Linked DNA regions of Capra hircus: region 1 is linked to region 2. The links are chromatin contacts, called in public Hi-C maps. All regions are on one chromosome and are shown on one strand. Each heading gives the region's core, a stretch centred on a gene start, on an enhancer-like site or on the middle of the called end of the contact. The rest is flanking DNA. Distances are from core to core; before and after follow the strand shown.

Region 1 (2,700 bases), core at 56-2,555, 190 kb after region 2:
AATATTGGATTGGCCGCCTCCCAGCTCTTCAAGGGAGGGATCAAGTGTGCTGAGCGTGCTGCAATGCTACGTTTCAGGTGTTGAATCCCTTCCCCTTTGGAAGCCTCTCTCAGTCCCCCAGTCAGAAGAGGAGGACTCTGCATTCTTGCAGCCCTTGTCTGTGTCACTTAAGTGGCCTCGTATTGTTTTGTTATTTTTGATGTCCACCTTCCCAGCTGCACATGGGCCCTTCAAGGCCACACTTAGAATCCTAGACTCATATATTGTTTAAAGGGGCCTTGAGCGGGGAGTAGGGGAAGAGAAATTGGGAGATTGGGATTGACATTTATACTCCTATATATAAAATAGATGACTGATGAGAACCTACTGTATAGCATGGGCAACGCAGTGTTCTGTGGTGACCTAAATGGGAAGGAAATCTAAAAAATGGATGTGTGTATATATGTGTGTATGTGTGTGTATATAACTGAATCACTTTGTTGTACAGCAGAAACTAACAACATTGTAAAGCAACTATACTCCAATAAAAATGTTTTAAAAGCGGGGTGGGGCCTGGGTAGGTTCAGTTCACACACAAGGAGACTAAGGCTCAGAGAGGTTGGATAACCTGCCCAAGTCCACATAGCTTTTTAGTGAACTAGAACCGAGTTCACTTAAAGTACTTTTAGGGACTTCCCTGGGAGGCCATTGGTTAAGTCTTCACCTTCTGATGCAGTGGGTGCAGGTTTTATCCCTGGCCTGGAGCTAAGATTCCATGGGCCTCCTAGAAAACATAAAATGTAGCAATTTTGTAACAAGTTCAACAAAGACTAAAAAGATGCTCCACATCAAATAAGTACTTTTTCAAGTCCAACCTTGTTAGACATGTTGCCAGAAGCCTGCAAGCTATGAAAATCATTGTTTTGTGGATTTTTTAATGGTCAAAAAAATTCAACCTCAGTACATTTTTGATCATCTGGGTCTATTCATTATACTTGAGGAGCCTCTCAATTTCATTGTTCTGTGTTTGCTGATGATGCATTTTAGTTAAAAAAATAAATATTCTGTCTTGGCCTCTCATTTCTGATTTGCTGTTTTGTGCTAAAAGGAACCGGGCACAGATTTTTGGCATTTCTTGGTTACATTCTGGGAGTCAGACTGCTTTTGGTCCCAGGGGTGCTGGAGGTGGGATCTAATCACTAAGAACTGGAAGCAGGGTCTCACCCAGTTGAGTCGCAGGAATTGGGTGGGTCTCATGGGCTTCGGAGCGCCCACAATTTGAACTGTCTCGGTAAAGTCATTGCCTGTAGGGAGATAGGACCGCAAATTCATGCTCCCCGCAACAGCGACATCTGGCGGCCGTGGGGTAATTTGAGAGGCTGATCTGTGGGTTCTGATGGGATGCCCCGATTGTATTGATTAATAGTAAAGCAATTGTCACTGTGGAAGCCACTGCCCTTTCCCGGGGAACCCCGTTTCCTCCCATGACACACCCACCTCTAACCACCCCACACCCAGGATGCACCTGCAGCAGCTTCCTGCCTCCTGGGGGCCCCTCTCCTCCTAGCCCCACTGGCTGCCTGGGTGCAAAGAAGTGGACTTGGGCCATCTGGCAAGGGTCAGCCGCCAGCGGCCATGGTAGGTAGGGCAGGCCTGGCCTGCATTCTGGAGCTTGCAGGCCAGTGATTTACTGCCTGCTTGGGCATCAGGTGGCTGGGGTATTTTTAGTGTCCCACTCTGGAAAGTGTCAGTAGTTCACTAGCCCGAAGTTCTGTTCTGTGCAGAAAGGGTTCCGTGATCATGATCAAAACCTGTATCCTCTCATTCTGCCTGCCTTGATTTTCTTGTTGTTCAGCCGCTCAGTCGTGTCTGACTCTTTGTGACCCCATGCACTGCAGCACGCTGGGCTTCTCTGTCCTTCACCATCTCCCGGAGCTTGCTCAAGCTCATGTCCATTGAGTCGGTGATGCCATCCAACCATCTCATCCTCTGTCGTCCCCTTCTCCTCCTGCCCTCAATATTTCCCAGCATCAGGGTCTTTTCCAATGAGTCGGCTCTTCACATCAGGTGGCCAAAGTATTGGAGCTTCAGCATCAGTCTGTCCAATGAATATTCAGGGTTGATTTCCTTCAGGATGGACTGGTTTGATCTCCATGTAGTCCAAGGTACTCTCAAGAGTCTTCTCCAACACCACAGTTCTTGCTTTAGAGCCTGGCTATTCCTGTCATCATATTAAGGGCTTTGAGATGTCCTGCAGTGGAGAAACCTGTGCAATTCCATTAAACCTAGCACCTCCCAAGCTTGTTGGACCACAGAACCCTCTTTTCAGGCCAACAGCCCTTCACAACCTTTGGAACCGGTGGTTCACAGACCCAGGCTTGGGGAGTGCTGGCCCACATGCCACAGCCACATCGTGAGAGCTGCCAGCTGCCTCGACTCGTGGCTGCATCCGCACCCCAGATGGCATCTCCTTGGACGCCAGTTGCTCCCAAAAGTGAACCTGAGCTCATCGTGAGTCAGTCCCGCCTGGACCATTGCCCCAGTCCTAATCCCTCTCCACGCTCGCTCTCCAACACCTCCCAGCCTGCCTGGTAGCCGAACCATTGGGAGGCAGCAGGGGAGAGAGGGGCCCCCCATGCCTCCACATCTGTTGCAATCCTCTTCCTCGTGCTCCCCTCCCCGCCCCTGCCCCAGATCAGCATCCAGAGGGTGCTGCTTGCT
Region 2 (2,700 bases), core at 114-2,613:
TAGCTTTTAAAGAATATTTTATATCTTTTTGTAAAATAAAATTTAAAATATTTTATATCTCTTTCCTCCTTCCTTCTGAAAGATTTCCTTCACCTGGTCTTCCAAGTTGCTAATTTGTTCTGCAGCCTTATCCATTCTGTTATTCGTCTACCTGATGTGTTCTTTTCAACTATTATGGATATATTTTTCACATCTAAGATTTCTTCTGTTTGTTTTCTTGTTTTTGTTTATATTGCCATATATTCTTTTATCTCTTTTGAAGGACAGTTTTGCTGGATATGGCTTCCCCAGTGGCCCAGATGGTAAAGAATCTGCCTGCGATGCAAGAGACCCCGGTTCGATAGCTGGGTGGGGAAGATCCCCTGGAGAATGAAATGAACGCCCACTCCAGCATTCTTGCCTGGAGAATTCCATGGACAGAGGAGCCTGGCGGGCTACAGGCCATGGGGTTCCAAAGAGTCAGACATGATTGATAGACTAACACCGCCACTACTACTAATCCAATATGACTGGTGTTTTTAAAAAAGAGGAAACTAGGGGACAGACATGCATACGGAGTGAAGACAGCCATCTACCAGCCAACGAAAAAGGCCTGGAAAAGATCCCTCCCTCAGGGCCCTCTCAGGAAGAACCAACTCCATCTTACTTCAGACTTCTGTCCTCCAGAATTGTGAGATGATAAATTTCTGTTGTTTAAACCACCCAGTCTGCGGTTTTTCTTATAGGAGTCTTAACAAATGGCCTCCCTGGTGGCTCAGTGGTGAAGAATCCACTTGCCAATGCAGGAGACACGTTCGATCCCTGGGAAGATCCCCTGCAGGAGGAAATGGCAACCCACTCTAATATTCTTGTCTGGGGAATTCCACGGACAGAGAAGCCTGGTAGGCTACTGTCCATGGTTTCACAAAGAGTTGGACATGACTGAGCGACTCAACAACAACAAGCAGATTAACACAAATCTCAATTTTGGCGTGTTTCAACTGTGCAAATATCTTCTTTTAGGGTGCTTCAATTACCTCACCAGAAAAACAGGATAAACCTTCCCTCGCAGGGCTGCTGAGAAGTTTAAACAAGATAAGGTTAAGTGAAGAGCACCCAGTTCCCACACTGGAACAGAGTGAATGCTCGGTAAATATTACTTGAGTCTTTTCTGCTTGAACAAACCAAGTATTTCTTTCAGTTTACCCGACTGTGGTCAGCTCGGCAGCCTGGGGATGCAGCCTGGTACCGTCGACAGAATCCGCTCGAAGCCCTCGGAAAACACAGAAAAAGGCTTCGACAGCTTTGGGCGGCCCGCTTCACCCTGTGCCTTTGGCCAGGGCTGCCCCTAAGGTTTCTATTCCGCCCCGTGTAGGGAGAAACCACGGCCTCTAGGGGGCGCGCTGTCTTCAGAACTCGAGCCTGCACTCGCCCCTCGAGCGAGGCAAGGCGGCTCTGAGGCCACGCGGAAGGCGCGCGGTCCCCCTTCCTCCCCGCGCAGATTGCTCGCAGTAACTCCGGGAACCGGAAACCCCTCACTTTCCAGCCCTTCGATGAGCGCGCACTGATGCCCGATGTGCTATATCACTTACTCTGGACAAACCTTTCTCACAACTAAGTTAAGGCTCAGAGAGGTTAAGTAACTGGCCGAAAGCCACACAGCCAGCGGACTAGAACCCATTTCTTCCCAACTCCAAAAGCAGCAAAACATCTTTGCGGTCCAAGAAGCGCCAAGTATTCAGTTCTCCAGAGGGAGCCAGGTGACTGGCAGACCTAATCATGGGCCCACCAAAAGACCTCAGGGACAAGAAAACGAAACAGACTTTATTAATACTGTCCTTTTCTCCTTGGAACTTGCTGTTGCTCCTGCAGCCCTGTGTCTCTGCCTCTCTTTGCATCCAGTGGTGATTTTTTTTTTAAGCTGCCCTGACTCATTCTGAAAGTGAAGTCATTGGAGGTTAATTCCTTTTCCTTCTTTTCTCCTCAGATAGTTGATTTTCACAGCCACTCCAAACGAGTGTTCAGGACAGTGTAGGAGCAAATGTTTTAACTGTTTATTGCCTCCACTGGAGGAGTCAGGACACATTAAAAAACAACAGTAGTGAGTGCATGTAATTGATGGCTTATGTCTACACTGCTGGGCAACAGCAGGGTTTTTCCTCCTGAGATATAGTCTCCCGTGCCAGAAAAAATAACCAGTGTAACATGATGTTCTTTGACACTAAATTTGTACTCCAAGTCTGTCCAGGTGATATTCTCCAGCTCCTTCGGGCAATTGTTCATTCACCCACCCACCCATCCATCCTGCCAACAGTTGGGAGCCCATAGCACGCACACCACGGAGCCCTGAACCTTGACGGTATCTGCCTACAGGACCATTGTGATCCGGCAAAGCAGTGCTCACAGAACTGACACCAAGCCCATATTCAGAAAACACTCTTTAATGAAGGCCATGCTCATGCAAAAGATGTCGGTTCTTCCTGGACTTTTTGTTGTCTGGCCTTGTGTCAGTTCTTTTTAAGAGTATAGGAGTGGGACTTCCTCGGTGGTTAAGAATCAGCCTTGCAGTGCAGGGGACGGAGGTTCAATCCCTGGTTGTGGAACTAAGATCCCACGTCCCACATGCCTTGGGAGCAACTAAGCCTGTGCACCATAACTAGAGAGTCTGTGGGCTGCAAAGAAAGATCTAGCATGAAGCAAGGAAGATCCCGAGTGACGCAG

What was found. A called contact is a pair of places that touch in the nucleus more often than the background predicts.
Region 1: a contact with region 2 is called in a Hi-C map of blood, with 4 times the contacts expected there. The contact joins two enhancer-like sites. A contact is called at or near these places in 2 of 5 Hi-C or Micro-C datasets (both in blood).

The regions. Positions count from the first base shown.
Region 1 is chr12:67,399,161-67,401,860 of ARS1.2, forward strand. No RefSeq gene overlaps it. Among named protein-coding and RNA genes, the nearest start is that of ARL11, 14 kb to the right of the region's middle. Within about 2 kb of position 1,306, at least 3 of the 5 cell types and tissues checked have an H3K27ac peak or open chromatin away from gene starts, as enhancers often do.
Region 2 is chr12:67,204,263-67,206,962 of ARS1.2, forward strand. No RefSeq gene overlaps it. Among named protein-coding and RNA genes, the nearest start is that of SPRYD7, 27 kb to the left of the region's middle. Within about 2 kb of position 1,364, at least 2 of the 5 cell types and tissues checked have an H3K27ac peak or open chromatin away from gene starts, as enhancers often do.